2 separate regions of the Sus scrofa genome follow, and region 2 is linked to region 1. The links are chromatin contacts, called in public HiChIP or PLAC-seq maps. All regions are on one chromosome and are shown on one strand. The core of a region is the stretch at or near the end of the contact, and the rest is flanking DNA. Distances in the headings are between cores, read along the strand shown.

What was found. HiChIP or PLAC-seq counts read pairs in DNA pulled down with a chosen protein or histone mark.
Region 2: an H3K27ac HiChIP or PLAC-seq map of alveolar macrophages shows a contact between it and region 1, with 4 times the contacts expected there. The contact joins two enhancer-like sites. A contact is called at or near these places in 10 of 47 Hi-C or Micro-C datasets (alveolar macrophages, blood, embryonic fibroblasts and 6 more) and 1 of 2 datasets of contacts at active chromatin or transcription factors (alveolar macrophages).

The regions. Positions count from the first base shown.
Region 1 is chr10:21,355,297-21,362,115 of Sscrofa11.1, reverse strand. No RefSeq gene overlaps it. Among named protein-coding and RNA genes, the nearest start is that of ATP6V1G3, 36 kb to the left of the region's middle. Within about 2 kb of position 4,360, at least 1 of the 83 cell types and tissues checked has an H3K27ac peak or open chromatin away from gene starts, as enhancers often do. A contact at or near this core is called in alveolar macrophages, where this site is marked.
Region 2 is chr10:21,522,615-21,529,433 of Sscrofa11.1, reverse strand. All of the region lies in intron 2 of PTPRC (receptor-type tyrosine-protein phosphatase C), which reads right to left. Among named protein-coding and RNA genes, the nearest start is that of PTPRC, 43 kb to the right of the region's middle. Within about 2 kb of position 3,158, at least 15 of the 83 cell types and tissues checked have an H3K27ac peak or open chromatin away from gene starts, as enhancers often do. A contact at or near this core is called in alveolar macrophages, where this site is marked.

The DNA of each region.
Region 1 (6,819 bases), core at 3,111-5,610:
AATTGACAAACTCATCTTAAAAATCATATGAAATTTCAAGGGACCTCAGACAGCTAAAACAATGCTGAAAAAGAATAAAATCAAAGGACTCCCAATTCCTGATTTCTAAACAACATACAAAACTACAGTAATAAAAACAAGGTGATACTAGCATAAAAACAAACATATAGACCAATGGAATATATGGACTCTGTAATTTATGGACTTTCTCTTTTATCAAAAGAAAAATTAGTCTAATTGGTCTTCATTGAAAATTATAAAAATTAGCAGATCAAAAGACACTATCAATAAAGTAAAAATGCAATCTGTAGAATGGGAGAATATATTTGTAAATCATATGTGATAAGGATTAATATCCAGAATATATAGAAAATTTCTAAAACTCAACAACAGAATCACAAACAACCCAATTCAAAAACCAGCAAAAGCACTTGAATAGACATTTCTCCCAAGATATACTAATGGCCAAGAAGTATATGAAAAGATACTCGATAGCATCAATCATCAGAGAAATGAAGATAAAATCACAATGAGATTTTTTTTCTCACACTTATTAGGATGAAATTAATAATAATTTAAAAAAAGCATCGGTGATACCAGAAGATGTTACCAGAATCCAGGTTCTTGTTCACGGAGCCAAAGAATGAACTTCGTAAACACGCAGGGAGCAAGCAGGCAAAGTCTTTATTACAAAGTCCTTATTACAGGAAAGCAAACAGATCCCAGGACAGGCTGGGAGAGGGAAGAAGAGTCCCCACCCCCACCCCACCCCATTGTCCTATAGACAATAATCTCTTAAAGATGGGGAGGGTGTACCAATGTGGGGTCCAGAAAGATGTGGTCTTTCCCATTGGCCTTGCCCAATTAGCTATATCAGTCCTTGTACAATAGGGGTCTTAGGGGTGGAAATGCCCCATAAGTTTTATAATTTCTTTGCTCTTCTTTTCCTTAAACTGAGAGTCTCCATTCCTCTCGTTCCATTTCTATTAGTTGAAGAGTGGGTTAGGGATTAGTGTCCATCTGGACACAGATTCACTCCCTCAAGTAAACAAGGACTATGGGGACGATACTCCCTGGAGCCCTTAAGCCACAGATGTTAATCAATAGCCATATCAAAGCTCATCAAAGCTCATGCTCTACCCTGACTCCCTGAGTTATTATCTTGTCTCATCGGCAAGGATGTGGCGAAATAGGAACCCCTGGAATTCCTACTACATTTTTAGTAGGAATGTAAAATGGTGCAGTTGGTATGAAAAACAGTATAGAAGACCCTCAAAAAAATAAAAATAGAATTACCACATGACCCAGCAACACCACCTCTGGGTATGCATCCTAAGATATTCAAAATAGTATCTCAAAGAAATATCTGCACTCCGCATGTTCATGGCAAGGTTATTTACAGTATCCAAGAGGTAGCAACAACTAAATGTCCAGAGACAGATACATGGATTAAAAAAAAAAAGTGTATACATAAAATGGAATATGATTCAGCCTCAAAAAAAGGGAATCCTGACGGAGGAGGATGTGATAAAACAAATGCATATGTGCAAGTGTCACTGGGTCACTTTGCTATACAGTAGAAAATTGACAGAATGCTGTAAACCGGCTATAAAGGAAAAAATAAAAATCATTTAAACAAAAAGGGAATCCTGTCACATGCTGCAACATGGATGAACCTTGAGAAAAATACACTGAGTGAAATCAGGCAGTGACAGAAAGATAAACGCTAAGTGATTTCACTTATATGAGGCATCTGAATAGTCACGCTCTGAAGCAGCAAGTAGAATCAGGGTTGCCAGGGGCTGGGGTGGAGGGAGAAGTGGGAGTTGCTATTCAATGGGCAGAATTTCAGTCCTGACAATGCAAACGTTGTAGAGCTTAGTAGTACAGTGATGTGCGGATAGCAAACAATACTGAACACTTAAAACTTTGTTGGAAGAGGCATCATGTCCTGTGTAATTTTACCCCAACAGTGAGACAAACCAGCAAACAAACAACAACAGAAAAAAAAAACAAAAAAAACAAAAAACAAAACACTAAGATACATTGTGGAGGATGATACATTTGGTAGGTTTAGGGAGGGACAAAAAAAATACATAAGATTCAGCCAGGTAGGAGTGTGTTAAATGAGGGACACTGGGAAAGGAATCGAAATGACACTATGGATGTATAATGTCTATTAGTAAAGTCCTGATTATGAGTTGTAACATAACTAGTACATGGTTTACTTTTTAGGGCTTTTTGTAATATTAAAAAGAGTCCTACAGGATTTATTGTGAAACATATTTATGTATGTTTCTTTCCTCATTGAGCAAAACCATTTAACAGTTCACTGTATCTGCCTACAGTTTCATTCCTCTTCTTCTTCCATGGGAGGTTTTTATTCTTTGGTCTGTTATTCTTTTTTTTGGGGGGGGTTGCCATTTCTTTATTCTTTTTTTTTTTTTTTGTCTTTTTTGCTATTTCTTTGGGCCGCTCCTGCGGCACATGGAGGTTCCCAGGCTAGGGGTTGAATCAGAGCTGTAGCCACTGGCCTACGCCAGAGCCACAGCAGTGTGGGATCCAAGCCGCGTCTGCAACCTACACCACAGCTCACGGCAACGCTGGATCCTTAACCCACTGAGCAAGGCCAGGGATCGAACCCACAACCTCATGGTTCCTAGTCAGATTCGTTAACCACTGCGCCACGACGGGAACTCCCATTTCTTTATTCTTAACATCCTCCATCTTTGTCACGCTCTCCCTTGTCACAGATCCTTTATTATCCTTTCCTTGTGATCTATTTGCCAACACGTTTTCCTCTGGTTCTCAGTGGCTCCAGCTGCCTTTGCTATGGTCTCTGAAAAGGTGTGGCTGAGGACCAGGCAGCAAAGCAGATGCTCCCGTCAGACATCTCTTTGTCAAAATCCAACTGTGTCCCACCAGGGTAGCCCTTCCCCAAGTTACTGCCCTTCTCTAAGACTCAGTTTGCTCATCTTCAAAAAAAAAAAAAAAAAAAAAAAGGATGCAAAACCGCCTCATTCACAAATCTCCCAAAAGAGCTGCAACCACAAAAGTGAAAAGGAATGAGGAGCCTGGTTGACAGCTGCTCAAGAAGAGGTGACTTGCCTTGGATCTCACCTGTTGCTGGGACACAGCATCTCTCCTATCCCAGGGCGCTGCTGATTGTAACCAAAGGTTTATGTAGAACACCCCACATGACATTTCTGCTTTCTCTGAGTTCTATTTCTGCAAACCTTTCAAACATCTTCGAAATGTCCTTCTCCCCAAGTCCTACATACCTTTTATTTTTAAAGGATCAAGTTCCTTGATGGTTCTCTGTCGTGATCCAGGACTTCCTTTTCAAGTTGGTGACTTTCATCCTCCACTCTGCCATCTTCTTTGCTGTGTCCTTTTCTTGGGTCACCACGTGCCCTTTTCTTCTCAAAATATTCTTTTCTTCTCTACGGAGTATTCTATTTCCACTGCGCTCAGATTATGTTGGAAATGGAATGCAAAAAACCTGACCCCGGGTGGTTGGGATTCTCTCTTGCCTTAGAGATCAATCCCATTATATAATTGGATATTAGTCACACTCAGTACCCCTGCCACTTATGTGCCTGTTGGGCCACCAAAGGGTCCCCATCAGTCCACCATACAGAACAATAGCAGAAGCCAGCTACAAAGAAATGTACTCTAAAAAAAGAAGAAAAGAAACGCAAGAAAGGAAAAGAAAAAAGAATTGCTCCTCCCTCCAAAAAAAAAAGAGCATTCACTTTATTTTCCGATGATCAACAAAATTTCTGCTGTTAGGTTCATCTTGTCTTCTTTTTCTTTTCTTCTTGTTTGCTTTACTGGGTTCATCTGACATTGTATTCTGTTACAGAAGAAGTACGTTCCTCTTTTAATGTCTTAATTATCCTTTGGCATTTTTATTCTTTCCTAATTTAAACAGTCTCACGAAAAGCCTGCACTGGTATATTTCATAGTATAATGCTTCTCTTTGGTCATTTTTATGACTGTAAAAGAGTGGAACATATAACTTGAATAACCAAGCATAACTTTAAGAATAGTTTCATGTTTCATCATTCATTTCAGTTTTATACTGTTATTAACTATTTATTCCTCTGGACAGTGCTACTTGTTGGTTCCCCATTTCCTATTTTTGCTAAAGACAAAATATGCTTTCTTTTACTCAGGAAGTTATTGTTCTCTCTCCTCTACAGATGAAAAAATTGAGGGTCCCAAAGATGAAATATCTCGAATGAGGTTACATAACAGTTAAACTGGCAGAGCAAGAATTTAAACCTATGCCTCCTGATTTCATAAGCCAGTGCGCATTAGCTAGGCAGCTTCAGACACGGAGCTCCACCTGCAGCAAGCCTGGGGCACAGGAAAGAGAGAAGCTTTTCCCAAGGAGAGTCCCTAAGGCATCTGCAGCACGGAAGAGTGTCCTTGACCTCATCGTAGAGGTCATTCCTCTACTGAGTTGGGTCTGATAACCAGGGATACTTTACTTTTCTTTTTTGTTTTAATTTTATTATTTCATTTACAATGTTGTGTTAGTTTCAGATGTCTAACAGTGATTCAGTTACATATATATATCACTATACAGCTGTAAATATATGTGAATATATGTTCTTCCATTAGAATATATACATTTTATGTTATATATGAATATATATCTTCAGATTCTCTTCCAGTGTAGGTTATTACAAAATATTGAGCATATTGGATCAGCGGGTTAAGAATCTGACTAGTATCCATGAGGATGCGGATTGGATCCTTGGCCTCCCTCAGCGGGTTAAGGATCCAGCATTACCACAAACTGTGGTGTAAGTCACATATATAGCTCAGATCTGGCATTACTGTGGTGTAGACCAGTAGCCCAGGAAATTCCATATGCTGCAGGTGCAGCCCTTAAAAAAAAGAAAAAAAAATATTGAGCATAGTTCCCTGTGCTCTATGGCAGATCTTTGCTGTGTATCTATTTTGTATATAGTAGTGTTTGTATTTTTTATGCCCCCCCAGGATTCGCTTTTGGTAACCATAGTTCGTTTGCTATGTTTGTGGGACGATTTCTGTTTTGTGTATAAGTTCCTTTGTATCCTTTTTTAAAATTCCACATATAAGCGATATCATATCGTAGATATTTGTCTCTCTGTCTGACTTCCCTTAGTACGATCATTTCTAGGTCCGTCCGTGTTGCTGCCAATGGCATTATTTCTCTTTCTGTGGCTGAGTAACAGGACACTGTTCTTGTGAGACTTTTGAGAAGTGGCTAGAATGGGTTTAACTAGGTTTCCCTATTGCAAACAAGTAGAAAAGGCAGAGCAGATTGTGTTATTCAAATGATGAGGCTGACTGTGAAGGTAAGAGCTGAGGAAAACTATGAAAGGTGACGAGTTGGTCACAGTGACCTGTGGGGTATGATGGGTGGCATCCTTGCCTCTCTTTTGAGATTTTAAATCACTGGCCAGTTGACATCATGAGCGGCCTAAAGAAATGTGAGAGCCATGACATGTCCAGTTCTAAGAAGATGCCAAAGAGCCATGTTCTTGAATATTTTCCCCATATTTTCTTTTCATTTGCCATAATGTCAGTACTTTTCAGATAAGGAGCTGATCTCTCCACTTGGGTGTGAAAATAACACAACGTGGAGAAGCATTGGGTATGGAACATTAGAAAAATATACATGGTTGTTTTTCTCTGCCATTGCAATTTGGGGTTCTCCTGAGATGACAGATACATAATGAAGAGCTTTCAGGAAGAAGAAAGAGCTTAAGCAAAGGCCCTGAGGCCACAGCCTACCTGGTCCATCTGAAGAACAGAAAGAGGACAGCGGTGACAATGCAAGGTCCTTAACCCACTGGGCCACTGGGAAGCTCCTTAATCTGTCCTTTTTAATCTCCTAAACTGACCACCACAAATACTCCAGGGTGTATAGAGGCTGTGCCTGACTTTATCTCCCTATGTGACATGACCCTGGCCCTACAAGCATTTATCCCATTTTGTTATCTCTGATCCAACTTATGCATTCACTACATCCTATAATCCCTTCAGCAGCTATTCATGTTTATTTTGCTCTTTAATCATTAACTTCCCTGCTTTCTAGGAATGTTCTCCAGCTTCATATTTTGCAGACTTGCGTTTCCTCCCACCATTCTCTGGTATCTTAGGAAATCTTCTCTCTGGATTATTTATTTTTGATGTCTTCTCCCCTTTGCAGTGATTTACTCATTTTTTTTCATAGATTTCTGCCAGGTTTTTGAGTTTTTGAAACAATAATTTTAGGGGAGGAAAAAACCCTCCCATCTCTCTTCTCAGGACCCACTGCTCCTATCAGTTAAATGGCCCCCTTTTCTCTTTGGTAAGAAGACCCAGTCTTAGCCTTGCCTTGCAAAATTCATCATCAGCGTTTCTTCAGAACCCTCTTATGTTACGTCGAGTTTTCCTTTAACTGGAACATTTCACTTTAAAATAATGTTTTATTCAAAATGTTCTGGGAGTTCCCTTTGTGGCTCAGCAGTTCACAAACCTGACTAGCATCCGTGAGGACACAGGTTCCATCCCTGAACTCACTGAACGTGTTTAGGATCCAGCGTTGCTGTGAGTTGTGGTGGAGGTTGCAGACATGGCTCAGATCCTGCGTTGCTGTGACTGTGGTGTAGGCTGGTAGCTACAGCTCCAGTTTGACCCCTAGCTTGGGAACCACCATACGCTGTGGGTGTGGCCCTAAAAGAGGCAAAACAAACAAAAAATATCGTTTCATTGTTGTGCCATATTTCAACCCAGGCACTCCCTTAGGGTCTAAATTCCAAGGAGCCTGATCACCCGGAT
Region 2 (6,819 bases), core at 1,909-4,408, 170 kb before region 1:
CTTCCTGTCTGCTGGTGGCCAACCTGAGGGCTTTGATTCAGATTCCTGTGTCTTAAAATGGCGCGTAGCCAATTTTTTTAAAGAAGTATTTCATGCTACACGTCCCTTGGAGAGATGTATAAAGTGTGTTAACGGAGGAAAGGCAAAGATAAATGCATGCAATTTTGTTTAAATCAGAATCTCCCAAAAGTATTTGCCACAAACCCGTTCCCCGCCCGAGGACATTCTGTAGGTGATGTCACAGAAGTGGAGACCGAGGACCCCAGTGTCCTGGGCTGATGCTGCTGGGTTGTGCAAGTGATGTATAACTGTACACATAGACTAGATCAAATCAGATCAAGAATTCTGGGCTCCACCTCTGGGCAAACTCTGACTCAGTAGCTTGAGATTGAGGGGATCTGGGTCCTGGTATTTTCTTATAGCCCTAATGGTTGTTGATGGTGTGATCAAGGGTTAAGAATGTTTGGGAACACCCTTCCTCATGCACTGTCTCTTTAAAAAACATTTCTCAGAATAGGTCTATTTCTTTGTTTTCTTTTTTGCTGTTTTTTTTTTTTTAATTGTTATTTCCCCAATAGAATTTTTTTTTTTTACTGCACAGCATGGTGACCCAGTTACACATACATGTAAACATTCTTTTTTCTCCCATTATCATGCTCCATCGTAAGAGACTAGACATGGTTTTCAGGGCTACACAGCAGGATCTCATTGCTCATCCATTCCAAAAGCAATGGTTTGCATTTATTAACCCCAAGTTCCCAAGAACAGGTCTATTTCTGTATTGAATGTCTTGTTGTTTCTTATGAAAATGTCTGTTTTCCTTTCTCGAAATCCAGGGATTTTACACCAAAATGTTTAAAATATACACCAGATAGGGAAAACATTTTCATTACATCAATCTCTTAGCAACCATACGTTTTTGTAGCACTTTGCTTCCTCTAGGATAGGGTAAGAGCTCAAAGAGTCATCAAAGGATGTTGGCACAAGCACTGAAAGTGTTTTATCAGAGTCTTTTGTTTTATGAAGAGTTTTTTACTGTTTATTAACCAGCTACCACGTGGATGGTGCTATGATAAATATATGGACACAGGACTTTATCTAATCAGAAACTCCACAAAGCAGATAGCATTTGTTCTCTTTTTACAGAGGCTCAATAAATAAATATGGCAAGGCTCAAGAGCTCGTGGCAAAAATAATTTGATTTTAAATGCAGATCTGACTCTAGAAAGCCGCATGCTTATTCAGCTAACCCCTGCCATAAGGGGAACCTATGTAATGCTAAAGCCAGCAGTTATGCTAACGAGACCAAAGATGAGTAAACTATCAGGCTCGAACCATAAAAGTGGGATTCAGAGTTAAGTCACACAGTGAACTTTTTTAAAAGTGCAAACTGTTGAACAATGACTATAAAAGACCTGGATAGAAAAAAGGAAGGGCACAGGGGAGGGAGGTGAGGGATATGAACAGGAGTGTGACACCTAAACCCAAGCTCAGAACTTATCCTTCAGATTTTTGGTTTTTGGGGTTTTTTTGTTTGATTGTTTGTTTTTTGGTTTGGTTTGTTTTTTGCTTTTTAGGGCCATACCCGCGGCATATGGAGGTTCCCAGGCTAGGGGTCCAATTGGAGCTACAGCTGCCAGCCTCCACCACAGCCACAGCCACACCAGATCCGAGCGGCATCTGCGACCGACACCACAGCTCACGGCAACACCGGATCCTTAACCCACTGAGCGAGGCCAGGGATGGAACCCACAACCTCGAGGTTCCTAGTCGGACTCGTTTCCACTGTGCCACGACAGGAACTCCTCCTTCAGTATTTTTACCCAAACCCTCAAGAAAGGAAAAAGAGAACATGCCTGAAAATGGTTGAGTCTTACTACGTCCACGCTGTAAAACTGGAACTAGTACAACACTTGTGCTGATCAAATCTGTATTTCCTAAAAGAAGCGGGGAGAGGGAGAGAAGGGGCTGGAGGGCTGGTGGGGAGAAGCTGAAATCAGGCGGAGGGGCGCGCCTGCATCCAGTTCTGCGGTCAAGGACAATGACTGAGGGCGCCATCCAGAGACTTATCTTTAAATGAACCAGGAGTGAAACCTAATTTTTTTGTTTTTGTTTTGGTGAACTAAATACTAGATAATAAGAAATAAACAGACCATCGACGCTAGGTTGGAGAGAGTCCACCTAACCAATGGGTCGTCATCTCCCAAAGAGCATCCGAGGATCCGCTGAGCCTGCCCAGAAGGGAAGGGGCGTCAAACAAAGGCTGGTAAATGCACTGCTAACTTCTCATTTCCCCTTTGCTGAAAACTCCGAACGGAAACACTTGATTGACTTTCAAAATCATTAAAGGAACCGGGCCCAATGGGAAAAGCTCTCCTTTCAGATAGAAGAGGCTTTCAACACGCTCTTCTCACCAGAGGCCTGTTTGCACAGCAAAGAGCAGCACTGGTGGCTTTTCTGCTCTTGTGGTTTCTCCTCCTCGGAGTCGGAGTCGGAGTACTTCTGTTTTTTTTTTTTTGTTTTTTTTTTTTTTTTTTTGATTCTGAGTCTTTGTAGGAAAGGAAGAGGTGTAGCTGGTGCGGTTAAGCTCACAAGCCTTTGCAAATGGTGCAGCGGGTTGCCATGGCAGCAGCATCATCGGCCCCATCTCGGGGTTAAACCACAACTTCTCTAGTTTATGGCGAAGCCGGCTGATAAGACAATGAGCTCCTGCAGCAAAACTGACTTTTAGGTTGATTTGTTTTTGTTTCAGTGAAAAGGTGTTTCAAAGATAAGGTTGCGCGGGAGGAGAAAGATGTGTTTCACTTGGAAGCATTTCCTTTTGAAAAGCGTTGGCAAATGAGTTTAATGAGAATAACAGTTACTTCCCATCTGATCTTCAGCAACATTCAGGAGTCACCCCCTCTGGGTCCAGGGTGAAATCTGATGAATTCATTCCAGAATGCAACTGGGAGAAAACAGGTTCTCAAGAGAAAAAGTAAGACAAACCTGCTTAGGTGTAAATAGAAATCACACTCCTTTAACCTCAAGATTATGAAATGACCAAACAGAGTGGAGGTGAGGATATTTCACAAAGAATGGAGCCTGTTATCATCACCTATAAATGTTACTCTCCCTCCACGACACACCACATCACACCCTCTGCAAGCCAACGTACTGAGCTAAGTAAGTCAAGTGACTTCCTCAATGTCACACTTGAAGTCTGATGAAAGGTCATGCCTGAGAACCCAGAAATGTATAGCAGCCTCTTGCTGCCTTTGCAGCATTGCCTAGCACCCTCGAGCCTTGGGTTGGTAACTGTTTTCCATGCTGAATATTTCTACCAACTCTCTAAGGTCTTAGCTAAAAGGAATGATTTCGTGGCAGAGAAAATATTGAACTAAGATGTGAACATCCATAAATGGTCACACCTGGAAAAGCTCATGAGATCATTTTCATCTGACTTTTTCAGAAAGGTTCCTGTTGGGTCAGTGTGTGCCTTTTTATATCAGAAAATGTTTCCTCTATCTTGGGTAAAAAAAAAAAAAATTTTTTTTTTGAATACCTATTCTTCTTGGACTATCTCTACGTGGTAAGTGAGTGTTATGACTCTTGCTTTATAAATGGGGAAATGAAGATACCAACAGTTTGGGTAAACTGCTCTTTTAGAGAGTAAGTAACAGTAGGAAAACTCAATTCCAAGCTTATCAGACACCAAAGCCCCTGCATTTTTTTTACTAACTATATAAGGCCACCTCCTGGGATGCAGGATTCAGAGTATCCATTTCACATTATGCTCCAACTTTGATACATAGTCTGAATATCTACTATCTGGGGTCTGAGCTTCTTTCTCGTTCCCTGGCCTTTACCCTAATCCCACTGCTTATCACATCCTATTTCACCAACCTTTGTCCTCAGTTCTAAGCTATGACATCCCCTTCCCCTCCACCCCGCTTCCTCATACACGCTAGACACTGCCACATGAGTCCACTTTTAAATTATACTGATATGCTTCGTTCTTGTGAAAATGCTTTAGTAGAAGATTCCAGCATCTTTGCTAGTATTACCGAAAGCCCTTCCCTGTCCACCTCCAAATTGCCTTATCAATAACTATCGATACACTTAAATGAAATCACTTCAAATGCATTCAGTTCAAATGCAATTTATGGTAACCCAAGAGGGTTCCAACATGCCCCCTCCCTCCCTTTTGGTTTAATTTTACCCTAGCCTGGAATATCTTTCCTTCTTTTCATGACCCTGCATTATAGCCATCCTCAAGGCTTGATCCAGTCTCCAACCTCATGACAATTTTCCTGGTCACCCCCGGGGGCCATTGCTAACATTTAGAAAAATAATTATGTGTAGTACTCATGGGAATGCATATCACAAAATGACTTATTGAATTAATCCTCTCTTTACATGGAATGTTTCTGTTAAGATCATAGATCTTTGAAACAAGCACAGGAGGGTCTGAATCTCTCCATTGCCACTCTTTAGCTGTGTGACCTTGGCAAAGTGACCTACCCTCACTGAACATCAGTTCTTCGCCAGTTACTCTATAATAGTTTCTCATAGGGCTGTATGGCTATTAGATAAGACAGTGTTTGTAAAATCCTTAATAAGCACAGTTAGCCCTTATTTAAGCCCTGAGCCCCTCCTTGCTTAGAAACTCAACAAAGATAGTTATCACTGTTTTTGTCATCATCATCATGATTTTCATCCTTGGGCATTTGACTTGTTAACTCTATGTTTCTTAAAGGCATCGGTGAAATCATCATCCCCGCATTTTGCACAATGGCTCGTTTATGGAAGGTAAATAAGAATAATTTTGGTTTTAGTCTTAATATAGGTCATACGTGTGGTTCTACAGTAACACAACTTGAAGCAATCTAATTTTGAAACTCATTGTAAGCTCTGGTATGTGTAATGTCTCATTTCATAAGATGGCATGGCAGTTCCTCTTGTCATTTTCATGCGCTTTCGAATTTTCATATATATCTATATTTATGCCATGCAATGAAGAACAAAATGCAAAACTCTACCCAGAACGAGTGAGGCTTTGCATTGTATTCACACTTTGAGTCCTAGCTCAGCCAGTTAGGACCTCGTGCAGGTTAAATAATATCCGTGAGCTTTGTTCTCCTTATTTGTAGAGACAGAACCGTCACACCTAGTATGTGTACAATCAGATGGGAGGATTATACAGAGTAATGCTTCCAGAGGGCTTCACAAAACAGACGACAGACACACAATAAATGTCCATGGCCTTTAAAACCCAGTCTTCCCTCTGCCTTTTCCAATTGGCGGCCATCAATGGTAAACTTTTTCAAAGGAGAGTCAGGAATCCAGTGGTAGTCGAAACTATTTTCAGAGGCTCTCAGGGCTGAGCCATCTATTTTTAATTGGCACACAAAATCTCACTTTATTTTTCAATCATGAGGTGGGTAAGAGTCTGAGTTTTTGCATAACTCTTCTATGGTCAATGCGACTCATGCTGGGCAAGAAAAGAAAGAATCTGAGTGAACCACCGAGAACATGGTAGACCTAGTGCCCTCAGCTTGGATGTGCTTGTTCCATGCTGTTTCTACACATAAATATTAATACATAATATTAATATATATCACATAATTATATATAGCTATAAATATATATAAATAAAAATATATTCCTCTGTACTCCCTCCAGCCCTGGGAGGGATTTGAAAAAATTTTATCAAAAGCAAGGCTTATGAGTAACCATAAAGTTATCCAAAAAAAAAAAAAAATCCCATGTCATTTCACAATGACCTATTATCTGCAATTTCTGTCTCTGGGTAAGCAGTGGAAAGGGCAGGCCCCATGGGTTCTGTGTCCCAGGCTTCCCTTCCCGACGATGTGTAAACCCCAAGGCCACGTGGTCTGGGACCCAGATTCCTGGCCAGCACCCAGAACGCTGCCCTGGAACCCCTCACTGACTGACATAGATCTTAAGTCTGACAGGTGTACAAAAAAAATGTTTTTCACAGCTGGAAGGAAACAGGTATGGCCTTTTTTCAGTCTCCCATTCGGTTCCTCGTTCTTCCTTGTCAATCGGTGGAGGCGTTCCCCAAAGTCAAAAGAACTCCCACTATAGGCTTACATGAAAGCTACGCTAAAATTGACCCCCTTTCAAAACCTCAGGACATGGCTTCTTTAGGCCTCTATACCTAGTGTCCAGTGCCAGCCTGGATGCTCAAATAGCACATTAACGCTCCATGTGTTGAAATGAAACTGGTTTGACTGAGTCAAGTTATTTAAAAACAGCAATGATTATAAGCACTCCAGCAACTTTGGAGAGCGGACATGCAGTGGCCTAGATAATATTACCCATTAATGGTCCAGTTCTTCTTGTAGTCATGCCTTACTTACTTTTCACACTAAGGTACAAGTTTAATCTCACCGAGCATCCATAGCCTCAAGTTTGAGGTGTCGTCCTCCCTTTGGGGGCAAAATGAGTCCAGTCATTGGCATGTTCTCAAAGAGCACTTCTAATATGCTTTGGGGATCCTTTTGAGTGAAATCAGCAGTGACCACAGAAATGAGCCCACTCGTTTCAAATCCAGGGATGTAACCCCTGGTCAGATAAAGGGGGACCTTCAAGGGTAAGGATGCCTGTCTTCTTTTTTGTGGTGATAAAACCTTCCAGAGTAAATGGACCACGTGGGTGTGATGGATCCATTCATTTCTATGTTTTCATAAACTCTAGCAAAGTCATGGAGGCACGACAATTTTTATGCCTGCCTGATACAGATCTTGGCACAATTTGTCATTTCATCTCAGAGAACAAAAAGCACACCTAGGCTGAGATCATTCTTATGGGAAA